2 separate regions of the Pan troglodytes genome follow, and region 2 is linked to region 1. The links are chromatin contacts, called in public Hi-C maps. All regions are on one chromosome and are shown on one strand. The core of a region is the stretch at or near the end of the contact, and the rest is flanking DNA. Distances in the headings are between cores, read along the strand shown.

Evidence for each region. Hi-C and Micro-C count contacts between places; a contact is called where the count stands out from the background.
Region 2: a contact with region 1 is called in a Hi-C map of induced pluripotent stem cells, with 1.7 times the contacts expected there. The contact joins the enhancer-like site here to the promoter of ST6GALNAC5 in region 1. A contact is called at or near these places in 2 of 7 Hi-C or Micro-C datasets (induced pluripotent stem cells and stem cell-derived neural progenitor cells) and 1 of 1 datasets of contacts at active chromatin or transcription factors (stem cell-derived excitatory neurons).

The regions. Positions count from the first base shown.
Region 1 is chr1:154,151,481-154,156,631 of NHGRI_mPanTro3-v2.0_pri, reverse strand. ST6GALNAC5 (ST6 N-acetylgalactosaminide alpha-2,6-sialyltransferase 5) reads left to right here and starts at 2,600. Exons shown (of 5, transcript NM_001037308.1): 1 at 2,600-2,614; 2 at 3,420-3,662. The coding sequence starts at 2,600.
Region 2 is chr1:154,865,035-154,870,185 of NHGRI_mPanTro3-v2.0_pri, reverse strand. No RefSeq gene overlaps it. Among named protein-coding and RNA genes, the nearest start is that of ST6GALNAC3, 160 kb to the right of the region's middle. Within about 2 kb of position 2,660, at least 11 of the 24 cell types and tissues checked have an H3K27ac peak or open chromatin away from gene starts, as enhancers often do. A contact at or near this core is called in induced pluripotent stem cells, where this site is marked.

The DNA of each region.
Region 1 (5,151 bases), core at 1,351-3,850:
AAATGATTAACTTAAGGGTGAATATAAAGGTACATAAACATAAGTAGATAGATGCCCTTGAAATAACAAAGCCCTCAGACCTTACATAAGCAGGCATTTAGAAGGTGAAAAACAAATCAGGTGTGTTGATTGTTCCTAAAGATTGTAACAGAAAGATTCTAAGCACTTATCTGGGAATATACTGTGAAGAGAGCATGTGGTCTATTGATCCAGGTATCCCTAATGCCTGGCACATAGTAGGTACTCAACAGAGTAAGTGCTTAACATAGGAAGTGCTTGATAAATTTGTGTTGAATCTATAGTACTCTGTCTTTTATTGCCTAGTCATGAACTTGTCTCAACACACGTGCATACACACACACATATTAGGTTGTAAGCTCTTAGAGGAGAAGGTCTGTCTTATTCACCACTGTATTCTCTAATACAGAACCACCAAATAAGTGGCAATCATTAATGATCATCAAATTGAAGTAAATTCTATGACTTGTTTTCTTTAGCTCGTTTCCCTCACCCTATCTTGTCCATTTGGCTCTCAAGCCAGAATGCCTGAAACGGCTGCATTAATCTAATCAAATATGTAAAAGCCAAGACCTTGAAATCTTTCAAATCAAGCTCTGAATTACATTTTTAAATTTACCCTGGCCATTTCATAAGTAGATTTAGCAACTAGCTAACTGCTATCCCAGGAGGGGGAAAAAAAACCCATAAGCTTAATGAATTTGGTCAGACATACAGTGTAACAGATGTCCAACATGCTGCCATGAACTTAAATCATAGATATGATGCCTCTGTTTGGCATGGCAAAATATATTAGAACTGTTTCATCAGTCACTAGGCAACTTGCTAGATGGAGGGGGAATAATCCTGAAAAATGCAGGAGCTGCTTCTAATAGCATCTAAAAGGATCCCTGGAGAAACACAGATAATCTGCTTGCAATGATTCATCAAGTTGGTCCTTTGTTTCATTAATTTGAGTGTCAAGTGCAACCATACAATAAAGAATTGCCAAGACCTGGTAAGATTCTCCTCTGGCTGCTGCTTTTCCTGCCCTAACAACTGGTACTATTCATGCCTAAAGCACAAACTGAATAAATAGTTTCAAGGCTGGCAATGTTGGACAGTGCTTCCTATTTTGCTTTTCCTTGAAAGGCTAAATCGTGTGCTTTCTTGACCTCTCCCAAACACGTTGCACTGATATTCATTATTGCACCAATAATTTTAACTTTCTTAATACTAAGTATGGAAGGATGCCTCATAAGATAAAAATAGTTCCTGTTGTATCATCAGTCCAGCAATAGATTAGGGAAGATTAAAAATGGATTGTAATGCCTTCTTTGGCCTTGAGAAAGCTCTTATTGTGCCCATGGTTCAGTAGGCCTGCTGATCATTTCCATCTTAATGTAATCTTTAACATTACACTGCTACAGGTGAGATGTTAAGTAATACATTAAGACAACTATTTTCACTGAGCAATTTCACAAGAAATATGTTTTTAGCTAAATTAGACATTTAACAAATGCCATTTGTAATTCAATGCAGAGGAGACAGCATCCTTAAAACAAGCTATTGATGTGACTTTCCCAACATAAAACAATACTTATGTTTTTTTAATTTTAATTGAAGTCCTGAATGTGAAATTATCGCCGTCAGTGCAGTAGACCAACGGAAAGCACCAAAGACCTTAGGATTATGAAATAAGCCATATGCAGTTTTATCTCTAGCAGACAGAAGTTCTTCATCCAAATTAGGAAGAATCTACAGGTCAAGTTAATCATGTAGCTGTGACGTGCTGAATGTTTTTAAAACTTTAAGATCATTTAGATGAACACTAGGAAACTCAGAGGTCAGGCAGAAATATAAATTGTAATATTTAATGAAAATAATAAATGAAATAATTGAGATGAAATATTGTGATCTAAAGAATGCATGAGAATAACTGAATCTGATAAAGTAAAATTAAGAGAGAAGAGAAAATAAGAAAGTGAGCAATTGAAAAACGGAACAATAAATAATTTTTTAAGAAAAATAATTTCATCATATATTTCTCTATGCTACGTACATAAATGCAAACGCTATAAATAGAGTTATTGACATTTGGGAGGTTGATTTGTTTTTATCAACATCGCAAAACAGAAAATTTAGTTTGCAGATTTTCACATGGCTATCACGTTCAGAATCCAATCAGGTTCTCCTTTACTACTTGATGACTTCTTTAAAGATAAATAAGCCCGCGGACCAAGAAGTGGGTACACTGGCTCGGTTAACTCTCTCTCCCCAGAAATTTCACTACTGAAAAGATTATTATTTGGGGGCGGGGAAGGGGATGCAGAGGTCTTTAGGACCCAGCAGGCGGCGGCAGGCGGCAGTTGTGTAGATCGCTGAGAGACTACGAGGGTCCGGTTCAGTTTTAATTCTGTCTCTAATCTCTGCAACAGCCGCGCTTCCCGGGTCCCGCGGCTCCCGCGCGCGATCTGCCGCGGCCGGCTGCTGGGCAAAAATCAGAGCCGCCTCCGCCCCATTACCCATCATGGAAACCCTCCAGGAAAAAGTGGCCCCGGACGCGCGAGCCTGAGGATTCTGCACAAAAGAGGTGCCCAAAATGAAGACCCTGATGGTGAGTCAGTTGTGGCAACTCCACCGGGCAAAGAGGGGGATCCCCGGGCTCAGGGTCCACGGGACGCACCGTGGAGACTCCGGGACGCCTAACCCTGGGCCGCGAGGTCGCCTGTTACAAAGGGACAACTTTCTACCCGCTCCGCGTTCCCTCCCGATTCTCCAGCTCTGCCTGGCTCGGAATCCCAGAGCCAGGATGGGAACTCGGGGTTGCCTCGCCTCCTAGATCTCCGGCGAGAGGTCCGAGGGGGTGGCGGAGAGCTGCAGGAGCGATGGAGGAGTGGGCAGATTGCTCAAGGGATGGGGGTGCCCAAAAGCAACAGCCTGCCAAAAACTAAGAGGGACGGGGAGGGGGGACCTTTGCAGACTTTCTTCGTTTTCTTAGATTTCAAACTTGCAAGGATCGCAAGGATCCAGGGCCCCAGGAAAGGAGGGGTGTGAAGGACTCAAAATTCCAGCAGCTTGGCTGGGGTGGCTGCGCCAGACGGGCCCTTCCCCAAAGTGCAAACCCACCCCTGTCCTCGGCCCGGCGCGCTCCCTCCCTCAGCCCGGGGCCGTACACCATCTGCCCTCTACCGAGAGATCTGGGCGGCGGCGGCCGAAAGCAGCGACGCGCCCGGAGCATCCCTTGCGGTACGCGAGGGGACGGTGCTTTCTCTGTCCCAGTTGCGTGCGGCGGGGCTGGGGCCCAGGCCGCCCCAAATCTCCCCCACTAGAGTGACCACGGCGCAGTTGTCCCCGCTGGGCGCGCTCCTCCGGTGTCTGCGCTCAGCCGCTCTCCTCTTCTCTCTCCCGCCCGCCCGCAGCGCCATGGTCTGGCAGTGTGTTTAGCGCTCACCACCATGTGCACCAGCTTGTTGCTAGTGTACAGCAGCCTCGGCGGCCAGAAGGAGCGGCCCCCGCAGCAGCAGCAGCAGCAGCAACAGCAGCAGCAGGCGTCGGCCACCGGCAGCTCGCAGCCGGAGGCGGAGAGCAGCACCCAGCAGCGCCCCGGGGTCCCCGCGGGACCGCGGCCACTGGACGGATACCTCGGAGTGGCGGACCACAAGGTGACAGCATGCCCGCCAGCCCGCTCGCCACTCAGCCTGGGGATCCCGCACACCTGAGCCTTCCCCCTTTCCCGGGGCTGGGAGGCGCTGTGAGTAGGTGCCGTTCGAAGGCTGGAGGGGAGTGGACCCGCTGGGGTAGGGTGGGCTAGTTCCAACTTGGTATGAATTCTTATTTGGAGAAAGACACAAAGTTTTGTAGAAAATAGGGGTGAGGTGCGTGGACCCCAAAGCCTAATTTCCCAGCAGAAATCGGCCCTGGAACTATAACTCCCTGATCCCCAGAATTGCAGCTGCGGATGGAGGTCCGGTTCCTGAAGCCTCGGGTTTGGCCGCCGAGTCGCTCCCTGGTGGGAGGAAACTGGGGTTGGCGCGGGTACCAGCCTGAGCGTTCCTCTGACCCGGAACCGGAGGGTGAGCGCAGCCAGCCCGCGGCCACTGCTCGGGATCCAGCGTTCCCCTCTGATCTCTCCAGCGCATTGCTTTGGGCTGAATTCTCTCAGCCCTGGGGAGTGGTGCCCAGGCAGGCATGGAAGACTTGAGGGACACACTCAGCTTCCATTGGTTTGAAACTCATCATTGTGAGCCTGTCTTCCTCTGCCTTCCGGGAAGCTGCTGCATGGGGTGGCTAATAATTAATAAGATGAATTTTTTAAAATTGGGCCTCCTTTCCCTGGAATAATAAATATCTGGTTTCAGTGTGTGAAGCCTCTGGGAGAATCCTAATCAAGTTTGCTGATTCTGAAGATATTTTAATACAGTTTAAATGTATCCGCCATTATTTGAAGCTGCTCGTATGTTTTTATTAAAACACAATTCCACTCTCTATCTGCTTTATAAAGCTAGAGGATTTCTTGAAATCTCCCAATTATTCTTTTTGTTTTACTAAATTTTATGGTTGTGAACCGAAGTAATATATAGTAGATGCTCCTTTTGTGTGCAAAGATCACTCTAACCATGCGTGAAAAAGCCAAACTTTTTAAAAAGTGGCATTCAAAATATTGCCACACACCTGTTTAATGCATGATGCTAAGGATTTGAAAGGTATAAAAGAATTTAAGGCAGGACCCAGTCTTACGGATCTTTAAATACCTGAGGACAGAACAATATACCATGAAATGTGTGTAGATGGATAAACCAATAGATAAAAATGTGTAATAAATGCTAGATATGAACAGTACTGTAGGGGTGCAAAAATGAGAACGATGACTTCCCTGGAAAGATCAAGGAAAGCTTCTTTGAAAAAGTGGAATTTTGCAATGAGAAGAATTCAGGGAAGCAAAAAAGGAGGAATCAATTTCATTAGGAAGTGATTATTTATTTATTTATTGTTGTGGCAGGAGCAGGGGTTGGGGGGTGGGGGTGTTAGTAGACTTAAAATCCAAAAGCAGAAGGCTATCAATTTTACAATTACAGCTTTTGTTTCCGCTCTTAGTTGTTGATTGATGCTTTGTATCTGCATGTGCAAGCAACCGATAAGGGCTGGAGTTCC
Region 2 (5,151 bases), core at 1,411-3,910, 710 kb before region 1:
GCTACTTAAGGCAGAAATTTAAATTTGTGATGACTTTTGAGGCATACTGTACCTGATTCATGGAACAATATTGTCCTTCCCACCATGGGCTCTTTAGTCTTTCTTGGAGTGAAAAATTGTCAAAAGATTAAATCCTATTTGGGAGCCAGAGAAAAAGCAAAAGAATGGCTGAGCGTGTAAATAAAGTCTCCTAGGAAGATCATATTTTTGAAGGCATTTATTATTCATATCTTTTTGTCATTGTCGTGTTGTAAGTGTTTACCTGGGCTTCTAGCTTTTTGCTTTTCCAAAGACACTGCTGATCCATCCTAGAAGAAGCTGACAGCTATCACCTTAACACTGGCTTATTGCTGTCCAGGTTATTTAAGATGCGGAGGAAATCTTATCACAGAGAAGCAGCTTCTAAACATGTCCTGCCAAGGGGGTGATGAGGTAAAGACTGCCCAGGCGGCCTTGTGCACACCACATAATTGTGGAGCCACTTTGATGAAAGGGTCTGGATTATTTGCAAAGTCTTGTGCTAGGTGAAGGTGGGCTCTTTCTTAAATTCTGAAATGCCCATGAGTCTTTGGTAATGTTCATAGTGAAGCATCTGAGCTGAGCCTGAGGCTTCCTAGGAGGCTGTGCCAAGGACAAAACACACTGAGGATGTTGACCATGGCCTCCTGACAGAATGAAAGGCCCCCACAGTTTCAATTTAAACCGTAAACATTTAAATAGAAAATAAAGTGCTGGTGTATGACTCTGAACTTGTGAGACTAGCTGAAAACACCATTTTGACCGTTGGGCAGAGATTTCCCATCATGGGATCAGCCATAGACCATATCCACTGGGAACATGGAGAAAAGGTTTAGAGGTTCCACCAACATTTTCCCTAATTCTTAGATGCCTTTTGGTGGTTGAATTCTGTCCTTATTTTCTTATTTACCTGAAGCCCAAAATATAAGCTCTATAATGTGGTCATTCATAAACCTTTAGGGATATTCATATTGGAAAATGTTGTGCAAGTCTTATTTTAGAGTTCCCAGAAGGGAATTACTGGACCTTAAGATATGCACGTTTTGAAGATATTGGATACAACTGGTCTCCAGAAGTGGGAAGACCATTTTTGCTCCTTTTAATAGTGGTGTCTGGTGTCTCTTTCCTCAGATATTCAGTAATGGATATGTCATGCTTTTTCATTTTGCCCTTCTGATAGGTGGAAAATGATGTAACATCCTTAATTTAAGTTACATTTTTTGAATGCCATTGTGAATTTTTTTTTCCCTATAGCTATTGCCTATTTGCATACTCTCTGAAGTTGCCCGTTCTTGAAGGACACTGATAATGTTCTCCTCCCCTGCCCTTTCCTTTTTGTTGCCAGAATAACCTAATCTAAACCTGACACTCCATCTCTTCTTCCCCAGGGCTCCTATAGACCCATAGGCGGCTAGAGTGTACCTGTGAGCCTCTGGGGAGATGTCTCACCGCCAGAGAGCTGTCCCCAGCTCAGGACCTCACCTGCCTGTGTGTGCGAAATTACACCTGAGATGGAGTGGCTGTGTCCAGCTAACAAAGCCATTTGGGGAGGGGATTTCAAGCATGGGTATTCCTTGTTCACTTTAATAAAACATGGCATGAATTCAGGCAAAGGGACTTACTCCTTACTCCCTCACCTCAGATTTTTCTGTGTTTTGCTGTTGGTATAACTTGTCCTGTGTTGCTAAGTTTTAAACATATCTATATTTTGTTTAAAACACTAACCATGGCTTTGTTTGAGTGACTTATTTTTATGTCCTAAGGAGTTGACCTAGACAGGGGACAGTTAGTCATATTCTGTATCAGGCCAATGCCTCTGAGCCCCTTCCCTTCTCGTTTTTCTCTGTCTGAAGTGATGCTCTTGGCTGGCCCCATTTTGCTGTTTGTCCAAACGGGCGCCCCTCAGCAATGGGCAACTTTCTCCATTTTGGTGTCTTATCTAAGACCTTGCCCACTGGCTTAAAGAGTTGGCTTGGGTTCCTTCACAGTGATGAGTTGCCTGTCCCGCGGTCTGTAGTCGGGAGGGCTTTTTCCGTGATGAGAATGAGCTGCAAACCCAGGCAAACACTGATCAGGAGAGACATGAAACCCAACCTGGCCCAGTCGGCTTAAAAATAGTCCAGTCATTTCACCCCGGGAATTTTCTCTTGCTTATGTGGGTGGACAATTCTCTTGGAACACCACCAAGATCATGAGGAGGAGAAAACAGAGCAGGCACCAACCACATGAATCCAACCCAGGCTGACCCCGTAGCCGGTGGTGCATTGGCCCTCACAGGTTTGCACCCTGCATGCAGGGCCCTTTCTCCCCCACGAGAGGGCGATCTCGTCACTCTTAAAGCAATCGTACTGGGGAACACTCAGGTTGTTTCTTAGTGAAGTCCCCGAAGAGCACTGCATTTAAGCTGCTACTTTGTGTCTCAGCTTCTACTTTCAAGGTTTGTTATGAATGTAAAGACATTCTCCAACTCAAGCAAGTGTGGGCAATATTAGGGTCTGGAAACGCCTGTTGCAAATGAAGCACAGCCACTGCTTGTTTGTGTTTCGTTAGTGAAACGTGATTGTAACCCAGGGTTTTTGACGCTCACAGAAGCATCCGCCTTGGTAATGCTGTACATCCAGGCTGCTCTTCTTTGTCCCTAACCTGGTTGCAACGTGGCCGTAGCATGCTTGTGTTGACATCTGACAGGAGATGAGGACTTGACTTCCTGGGCTGATCTTGCTTATTTTGGGGAGAGCAGGAGTGCCCGTGGTTAGTGTGGATCAGCCTGACAGGAGATTTTCTATTGAGGGAGGATTTAAGACTGCATGCAGGCAAGGGAAATACAAGCCATATTTCACCAGCTCAATACACCAGGGAGCGCTACCATTTAACAAAAACCACCATTCTGACTTCCGGGTTTTTAAGTCATCTGGCAGCCACTGGGTGGGGTCAGTTTCTTGGCCCTTGATTAGAAGTTCCTTCTGATTACAAAACACCTCTTGATTGAAATCTTTGCATTTTCTTTGCATTTGCATTTCCACCAATCTTTTTATTTTTTATTTTTTTTTGCCTTGGAGGATGTGTGTGTGTGAGGGTGACCTTCTCTTTATTTGTGGGAATCGGGGAGTGCCCTCCTCCCTACAAAGTCACTATAAAGCTACGGGCTGTGCTGCCCTTGGTACAGGGTCTAGAAGTGGTTGTTGGGTGGTGACCAGCACAGTGACAGTTTATTTCCTGGACCTTTGAACCTAAATTCCCACAGGAAGAACATAAAGGACTCAGCAAATCTTGCCCCCCGACCCCCGTCTCCTCCATGCGCCTACACTGGAGCCATGAGTACTACTGCTACCGTCACTACAGCCAAATTATTATAGAGAATTACTATGTGCCAGGCATGGGTAATTTTTGGTTGTTTTAATCAACTTTGTTTCAAACAGCTTTAGATTTGCAGAAAAACTATGAATATAGCAAGAGTTCCCCCACTTTCTCCTTTTTTTATTTATTTTATTTTATTTTTTTGAGACGGAGTCTCTCTCTGTCGTCCAGGCTAGAGTGCGGTGGCGCAATCTCGGCTCACTGCAAGCTCCACCTCCCGGGTTCATGCCATTCTCCTGCCTCAGCCTCCCGAATAGCTGGGACGAGAGGCGCCCGCCACCACGCCTGGCTTTTTTTTTTTTTTTTTTTTAATATTTTTAGTAGAGACAGGGTTTCACCGTGTTAGCTAGGATGGTCTCGATCTCCTGACCTCGTGATCCACCTGCCTTGGCCTCCCAAACTGCTGGGATTACAGGTGTGAGCTACCGCGCCCGGCCTCCTATTTTTAACATATAGTTTCTCCTGTTGTTGTTGTTGTTTTAATCATATTAGCATAACACATTTGTTACAATTAGTGAAGGAATATTGATACATTATTATTAACTGAAGCCAATACTTTATTCGGATTTCCTTTATTTTGACCTGGTGTCCTTTTTCTGCTCCGGGAGCCTACCCAGGATACCGCCTTACCTTAGTTGTCATGTCTCCTTAAGATCCTGCTGGCGGTAGTGGTTTCTCAGACTTTAAACTTGTTTTTAATGACCTTGACAGTTTTGAGGAGTACTGCTCAGGAGTTTAGTAGAAGGTTCCTCTTTTGGAATTTGTCTAAGGTTTTCTAATAATTAGACTGGGGTTATGGGTTTTTGAGAGGAAGAAGGCAGAGATAAAATGCCATTCTTATCACATCATATTCAGCGTATGTATTATTAACATGACTTAACATTGTAGATGTTGAACGTCATCACCTCGCTGAGACGGTGTTTGTCGGGTTTCTTCTCTGTAAAGTTACTGTCCCCTCTCCCTTTTTTATACTGTACTATCACAAGAAAGTGACCACGTGTAGTCCACACTTAAGGAGGGGGAGTTATATTCCACCCTCAGAGAGCACAGTACCTATAAACATTTTTGAAATTTCTCTGCACAGAAAATTTCTCTCTTCTTCCCCATTTATTTACGTATTCAATTGTTTATTTCTATCAATATGGACTCATAGAGATTTATTCCATACTTTGAGTTATAATCAAATAGTATACTACTAGATTTTGTTTGTTTGTTTGTTTTGCCTCTGGGAGCTCTTTCACGTGACTCCTGTGTCCCTTTGACACACCCCCATCATTGCGGGTTTTTGTTTTTGAGCTGTTTCTTTCTTGCTTTCTTTGTGGCACTCACTACAAGATACTCCAGGATTATCTTGTACATCTTCTGCCCTAGTCCTTGAATCAGTCATTTCTCCAAAAAGCCCTGGCCTTTTTTTTGAGACGGAGTCTCGCTCTCTCGCCCAGGCTGGAGTACAGTGGCGCCATCTTGGCTCACTGCAAGCTCCGCCTCCCAGGTTCACGCCATTCTCCTGCCTCAGCCTCCCAAGTAGCTGGGATTACAGGCGCCCGCCACCACGCCCGGCCAATTTTTTGTTTTTTTAGTACAGATGGGGTTTCACCTTGTTAGCCAGGATGGTCTCAATCTCCTGACCTTGTGATCTGCCCGCCTCGGCCTCCCAAAGTGCTGGGATTACAGGTGTAAGCCACTGCCCCCAGCCAGCCCTGGCTCCTTTTATTGGAGGGTGGTATTAGAAGCTAGGGTCTGGGCTCCAGGTGTGCTGGTGCTTCTGGTTGCTGC